2 separate regions of the Mus musculus genome follow, and region 1 is linked to region 2. Evidence: chromatin contacts called from public Hi-C data. All regions are on one chromosome and are shown on one strand. The core of a region is the stretch at or near the end of the contact, and the rest is flanking DNA. Distances in the headings are between cores, read along the strand shown.

The links. Hi-C and Micro-C count contacts between places; a contact is called where the count stands out from the background.
Region 1: a contact with region 2 is called in a Hi-C map of pre-megakaryocyte-erythroid progenitors, with 3 times the contacts expected there. The contact joins two enhancer-like sites. A contact is called at or near these places in 4 of 39 promoter capture datasets (the 3T3-L1 cell line, hippocampal neurons, liver and 1 more), 2 of 15 datasets of contacts at CTCF or cohesin (hippocampal excitatory neurons and pro-B cells), 56 of 484 Hi-C or Micro-C datasets (the HL-1 cell line, LSK cells, the N1E-115 cell line and 33 more), 2 of 115 datasets of contacts at active chromatin or transcription factors (astrocytes and embryonic basal ganglia) and 1 of 9 other capture datasets (embryonic stem cells).

What each region holds. Positions count from the first base shown.
Region 1 is chr4:151,849,931-151,853,408 of GRCm38.p6, reverse strand. The region is part of intron 1 of Camta1 (calmodulin binding transcription activator 1); the gene reads left to right. All of the region lies in intron 1 of Gm42357 (a long non-coding RNA gene), which reads right to left. Among named protein-coding and RNA genes, the nearest start is that of 9230110K08Rik, 10 kb to the left of the region's middle. Within about 2 kb of position 2,023, at least 35 of the 459 cell types and tissues checked have an H3K27ac peak or open chromatin away from gene starts, as enhancers often do. A contact at or near this core is called in pre-megakaryocyte-erythroid progenitors, where this site is marked.
Region 2 is chr4:151,602,388-151,606,109 of GRCm38.p6, reverse strand. The region is part of intron 3 of Camta1 (calmodulin binding transcription activator 1); the gene reads left to right. Among named protein-coding and RNA genes, the nearest start is that of Gm52712, 38 kb to the left of the region's middle. Within about 2 kb of position 1,414, at least 60 of the 459 cell types and tissues checked have an H3K27ac peak or open chromatin away from gene starts, as enhancers often do. A contact at or near this core is called in pre-megakaryocyte-erythroid progenitors, where this site is marked.

The DNA.
Region 1 (3,478 bases), core at 774-3,273, 250 kb before region 2:
TTACAGATGGCTGTGAGCCACCATGTGGTTGCTGGGAATTGAACTCAGGACCTCTGGAAGAGCAGTCAGTGCTCTTAACTGCTGAGCCATCATCTCTCCAGCCCTGGGAGAAAGGTTTTTTTTTTTTTTTTTTTTTTTTTTAACAGCTTATTTTATTATTTGTGTGTTTTGTGTGACTCTGTGTGAGCTCTTGATTGTGGATGCTGGGAGCCCAACTCTGGTCTTCTAGAAGAACAGCACGTTCTCTTCAACTGCTAAGCCATTTCTTCAGTCCCAAGTGGAGAACAGTTTTATGATGGACCCCACCCCCACCCCCGGACATCCCCACACTCCTAAATCTTTATAAAGTGCAAGTATTAACTCTAACCACCTGAAATAGTTGGGCCATTCACAAGCAGTGCTGATTTGTGCCTCATGCATTGCCTGTTTCTCATTTCTGGGCTAGCAAAGGTTTTTCTGTTACCTCACCTTTCTTCATTCGTTCTGAGCAAGGAGGGGCTGACTTACGTCCTTTCTTCACTAAGTGACTTTGAGTTAACATCCCTAAAGACAGGTGCACACTTTCTTGTGTCCTTCAGCTCTGAGAGTTGAGCTATGACGTCAGCATTTTCATTCATGAATTTTGTGCTTCCATTTTTTTCTTTGTGTTTTTGAATTGGCATATTCACATATCAGTTTGCCATCAGTCAGTTCATAAGTCAACCATGAAAGATAAAACAAGAGATGAAGCACTACAGTTGTTAGATAATGCTGTAGTTGCTCCTGCTGGTTGGTCTGCAGCAATTCAGTTTGGGCAAGGTTGCTGGCCAGACAGCTTGAGGTCTAAAGCAGTAGTTTTAATTAGGTTCTGATTTTTGTGTTGAGCTGTGTTGTGAACATATTGATACAAAATTTGTGTTTTTGCTATAAGGTTAGAGTGCTATGCCATGTTTCCTTTGTTACAGAGAATATTTATTGTGTCATTTGCTGAATTGGAGGATTCTGCTTCATTTCACAGAGGCAGGCTGGGCTCAGATCTGCTGCTGTTGCAGAGCATGTGGGCTACTCTGAGCATTTGGTTACTCTTGAAGTATTTCAAATATCTTGATTATTTTATGGTTTTAACATTTCTGGTTTTGATATACTGTTGTTGTGGAAGGCATAACATCCCGAGTTAGAGTCAGATTTCATTTCTCTGGATTGTACCCTCATGTAGCTATGGGATGGAGCTTCTCCTCCAGGGAGGTTGCTGTTTGAAATCTGACCCAGTGAAGACAGTCTTGAAGGACTCTCACTTGAATTTTTCTCTGTAGGGCCAACACAGAGGCTGGGCGTCTGGCTTCTGGCATTGTTCAAGCCTATGTTTGATGAATGGTTAGCTCTAAACAAGTTAATTTTCCTTGCTTTCTTGTGGGGGGTGCGGGGGGGGGCTTTACTGATTTTCTGACTATTTAATTGGCAAGGACATTTAAAAATAGCATATGTTACTTCTAGGCTGTGCCATTTATAGCTCAGTTCATGGTTAGAGTGGATGATAAAACTATAGTCATTGCAGTTGATACCTCTTTCTTAAACTGTGTGTGTGTGTGTATGTGTGTGTGCGTGCGCACTCACTATGAGATGAACTAAGGACTTTGCCAATGTATCTTACTCTGGAATTTTTTTAATACTAAGCTTCATTTTGTGTGTTCATGTGTAAATCCTATTTACAGCTCACAGCTTTTTAGAGATCCTCTAGAGGTACAGAGCTCTGAAAGGTACAAAGTTTTATGTTCAATATTTTGTTTTGGGGGCCAGCTAGATGGCTTAGTGAATAAGGGCTTGTCACCAAACTTTCTACCAAACATGGTAGAAAGAGAACTGACCTCCTCGGCAAGTTTTGCTCTGACCTCCACATGTCTCCCCCACCATACAAATGAAAATGATTACACAGGGAGCCCAGAAGTTAGCTTCTGGTGTGGTGCCTTCCAGCTCTTTGAGACATTCAGCCTGGAGCTAATTGCGTACAGTGGCAGGCCACAAAGCCCCAGGGATCCATCTGAGTCAACCCCCCAGTGGTGGAAATGTGCTGGTGCACCCAGTTTTTACATGGGTGCAAAAGCACTTTACTGATTAAGCTGTTTTCCCAGACCCTGGGGGCAGCATTTTAAGCCATGTGACATCTCAGATACATTTCCTTATATCCTTATGATGGAACTTTATATGTTTTGAGTGGTCTGATGGTAACAGATGAGTGACTTCTCTGGGAGCTAGGTTTTGTTTTTTTGTTTCTTTATTTTGGTACATGTACTAAGGGGAAGAAAGCAGTTAGCTTCTGGATATGCATTTGAAGGCACACATTTCAGTTGTTATTTTTCCTAAGAGATAAATAGTTTTGATAATTATTTAAATATTTAGAATTATGGCATTGTGTATTCACATGTGCATGTGACTGTATGTGTTTACATATAGTACATGTAAAAATTCATTGTGTAGGTACAAGTTTTCCCCTTGAAGGGCTGGGTATAGGATGCAGGGCTTTGTGGAAGCTACCACTCAACTATTAGTAATGTTGAAGACAGGAATCATTTTTATTATATTTAAAGTTTGCTCTTACATTTAAAAAAATTGATTCATGTGTTTTGGTGTTTTTCTTGGATGTATGTTGTATACCACTCTGTGTCAGAAGTATTGGTTCCCTAGAACTGAGTTACAGAGAATTGAGAATACCATGTGGGTGTTAGGAGTCAAACCTGGGTCCTCTGGAAAAGCAGCCAGTGCTCTGAGCCACTGAGCATCTTCTCAAGCCCTGGGGATTTAGTTTTCAATGATTATACTTTTAATTATGTGTGTGTACATGAGTGAATGAGAGTGAGTACCATGCCTTTGCAGGTCCCAGGAAGGTGTTGGAACTTCCTGGAGGTGGATGGTGGTTGTGAGCTACTGACATGGGTGCCGGGAACTGATCTCTATAGAGTCCTGGAAGAACAGTGTGTGCTCTTAACTGTTGAGACATCTCTTCAGCCCCAGGTTTTGTTTTTGGTTATGATTTAACATTATGTGGTAGGGGAGACATAGGAAGGTGAGAGGAGTCTGTTCTCTCCTCCATGTGGATTTCAGGGATCAACCTCAGGTTCCGTCAGGCTTGGTGGCTAAGCCATCTTGCTGATCCCAAGAAGGGACTGTTTACTTTGTTAAGACTTTGTAATTTTCAAAACTGTGTCCCTCCGTAGGATGTCTGAAAAGTTGGGGGCTTCAATGATTAGGTTTTACATATTGGAGATGTCTCTTGGCATCAGCATTCTTGTCCTTTCCTTCCCTGAATCAAGCAGTGATAAGCTAATCTGCTGACTTCTAATAAGCCCCCGTGGTTCCTGGGTAGGGCTGCTTCTTCCCCTTAGTAGAGGGGTGACCTTGGACTAAGGAGCTCCACCAGCAGGGTGCTCCTGACTTTGATGCTACTTTTGGGGCCAGAGGTAGAAGCCTCTCTCTTTGGCCTCCTTATCTCTTGTCCTTATCA
Region 2 (3,722 bases), core at 165-2,664:
CACCACTAAACCAAAGCCCTTCACTGAGCCTGAGGTACAGAGGGTGAGGTCACTGTACCACTTAGTAGCCAAAACCATCCTGCCTGAGGGCTGGGTGTGGAAGGTCAGTGTGTGGCTGCCTTCTTGAAATCACAGTGGAGCTGTGAATAAAGTTGGAAGACCACCTTCTATTCAATGTAGCAGGAGGGAGAAATCCTCACGATGCTGGTAACTGTAGTACAAAACCCACTATTTCCCCCTCCTTACCCCTCATCTCTCCTTCTCCTGGGCATACAATTCCATTTTTACATGCTTCTCTGTATTACATCCTATGTTTTCAACTACCACTGCCTCACAACCAACATTTTGACCATTTTCTGAGCACAGAGTTGGGGTCTTAATGTTCAAGGACATGTCACAGCAACTGTAGTCCAGAGAAGCAGTTTTCCAATACGTTGTCCTTGGTAAGAAGCCAGCTATAAATTTTATGTCGTGACCCAGAACATATGTCAATATATTCACCTGGAATGAAATTCCTAGAAAGACGTTTTGAGAAAACAGCACGCATGTGCCCTCTTCATTTTTCTTCTCAATCACTATCTTCTCATCTCCATTTGACTTGAAGAGATATGGTTAGCACCTACAAAAATCATTGCCTCCTTGGCCCAGAGAAATGGCTCAGTCGGTAAGAGCATGAAGATCCTGAGTCAGGATTCCCAGCACCCACACAAAGGCTGAGTGGCCATGGATGTGCATGCCTGACCCTAGCACTGTGGGGAGCAGAGATAGGAAATGGCTGGAACCAACCTAAGCTGCAAAACAACTCTAGGTTCAGTGAGAGGCCACATTTCAGAAGGATGTGTGGTGGTCATGCTACGTCTTCCCACAGCGTCTGCAGGTGTGTGCATAGCGTGTACACACACCAGGTCACAAGCAGGAACAAACCTCACTCCTATAAATCACAGCCCTGGAACAGCGTTGGTTCAGGACCACGGACAGCAACAAAAGAGCCTGATTCAGGACCAGGGACAGTCTTCCTCCCTCTCCCTCACACATATGAAAGGCAGTGCTGGTTTAAGGGCAGGGGCAAAGCTCCTATGAGTTTTGGTTCAGGGCCAGGGATAGCACCCCAGCAAAGATATTGGTTCTGAACCACAGACAACATATCCTCTTCCCTGAACCCCAACCCCTGTGCGGTGTTTTGGGCCAGGGCCAACAGCCCCTATGTTGGTTCAGGACCAAGAGCAACAACATAAAACCAACCAGACAACCAACCAACCAACCAACCAAACAAACAAAACACCCAACCCTGATGGTTTAGGACCAGGGACAGCTCCCCAGTCCAACGCCACATGTTCTGATTCAGAACAGGGGACAGCGGCCACAATGGCGGTTCAGACCCGGGACACCATGCGCAGTGACCGTTCAGAACCAGGGACAGCGCCCAGCACGCTATTTTAGGACCGGGGACAGAGGTTCCAAGCGAACATTTGGGACCGAGGACAGCGGCCCCACCACGCTGGTTCAGGACCGAGGACAGCACCCCTCCCCTTTGTCACATTTTGGGTTTTTAGCCTAAATCTGGCCTGCGGGCTTTTTGTCTCAGTCACCTTAGGACCTGTACTCAGGTGTCTTGCCTTCGAAGGTCATAAAGTTATAAAGAACGCTGTCGCAGAGGCTCGTGTTTCCCCAAACGCATGACTCAGATCCTCAAGGAATTCCAAGTGCTTACAAGGGAGGATGAGTGTTGCTTCCTTGTGTCTCTCTGGGGTGCAGATGGCTACAGACCATTGGCATTGACTGTAGACCAGTATCACTTTGGACACGGAGGGCCAGAGGGCCCCCCCCCCTTTGTTAGAAACTCATTTTCACATAAAGACACAAAGGACTGGGGATGTGACTCAGCCAGTGAAGTGCTTGCTGAGCAAGCATGAGAACGTGAGCTTTATCTCTAAGACCCACATTTTAAACAAAAATCCAGATGTACTGGTATATGCCTGTAACCCCCATGCTTAGGGGTGGAGACAGGATGGCCCGAAGAGTTGACTGGCCAGTGGGGATGTTGTCTCCAAAAATGAGGTGGATGGACCCTGAGGAATGATACCTGAGTGTGTGTTTTGGCCTCTACTCATGTTTACATGTGCTCACATATGTGCATATGCACTGACACGCATGCTCACCCCTACACAGGCACACACAGGGAAAAAAAAAAAGCAAAGCAGAAACAAACAGCAAATACTGCACGGAGCCTCCCTTCTGCCAGTGCTGCCCTGTCACAGCCCTCTGGAGAGCATGATCCTTTTATGGTTTTGACATTCTGTGCGCTATCTCCTTACAAAGTCCTCTAGAAAATGGATTGGATTGACTGAGGCGCGTGCCCTGCAGCCGTGCGGATCGGTGTGACACACAACGGTGCTTCTGGGTTCCTCATCTTTCATCTGGCTGCTTGATGTTAGAGAAAGGGAAGAAAGAAGGAAAAGGGCTTTTCCTCTGTGTGTGTGTGTGTGTGTGTGTGTGTGTGTGAGAGAGAGAGAGAGAGAGAGAGAGAGAGAGAGAGAGAGAGAGAGAGAGAAAGATTCGTGGGGGGTATCTCCATGTGAGTGTGCAGATGTGTGTGTTCATGTGTGTGCATGTGTGCTTGTGGGTGCCTGTGTGTGTGTGTCCATGTGAGTGTGTGTGTGTGTGTGTGTGTGTGTGTGTGAGAGAGAGAGAGAGAGAGAGAGAGAGAGAGAAAGAGAGAGAGAGAGGTCTGAGGGGGTATCCATGTGAGTGTGTTAAGGTGGGGTGCCAGTGTGTGTCCATGTGAGTGTGTGCATAGTGTATGTGTGTGAGAGAGAGGCAGACAGAGAGAGAGAGACAGAGACAGAGACAGAGACAGAGACAGACAGAGAAAAAGACAGAGATCCATGGGGATTACCCCATGTAATGCTTCTGGCTGCCTGTGTCCCCATGTGAGTGTGTGCATTTGTGCTTCTGGCTGCCTGTGTATATGTGTACAGGCCAGAGGTTGACCTCAGGAGTTTTCCTTGATCACCCTCCACCTTAGTAAGTAACATCTTTTTTAAAAATCTGAACTCAGAGCTATATTACTTACCTAGACTGACAAGCCAGAGATGCCCAGGGTCAGCCCCCTCTGCATCTTCACAGTGCTGGGATTATAGGTGCATGCTACTGCACCCAATTTTATGTGGGTGCTGGGGCTCCACACTTGTGCTTCAGGTACTTCACCATCTAGTTCTCTCACCAGTCCCAGCTCCCTGTTAATCTTCTTATGGAGTCTCAGAGTGTGAGGGCTAGACTCATCTGGCCAAAGGGAACTTGAGGCAGGTTTATTCATGGCTACAAGGTGTGTGTTGCATACAATCTGGTCCCATGACTGTCTTCACTGTGGATCCCCCTCTGTAGCAGCATCACGGTGGCCCATTTGGGTTGTGAGTAAGATAGGAAGGTTGTGTTCTGCATACACAAGGGTCTTCTGAGACCAAACTCAGCCCCTCTTCAAAGCAGCAGAGAGAAATTGCCTGTCTACAATTCATGAATTCTCCTTTTGTTTGCTCTTCACTCCCAGAAGCTCAAAGCCGGGGTGCTTGCTTGCCACATGGGATTCCTGATTACAGGTGTTAGCAAACGGAGCTGGTGTCTACGCCTACCTCCCCTTGTGCGGGTGGGTTATGAAATTCAAACACTATTGAAACCCAAACACCTTTCATCTATTAATGGCCACTGGTGGCCTATAATCAAGT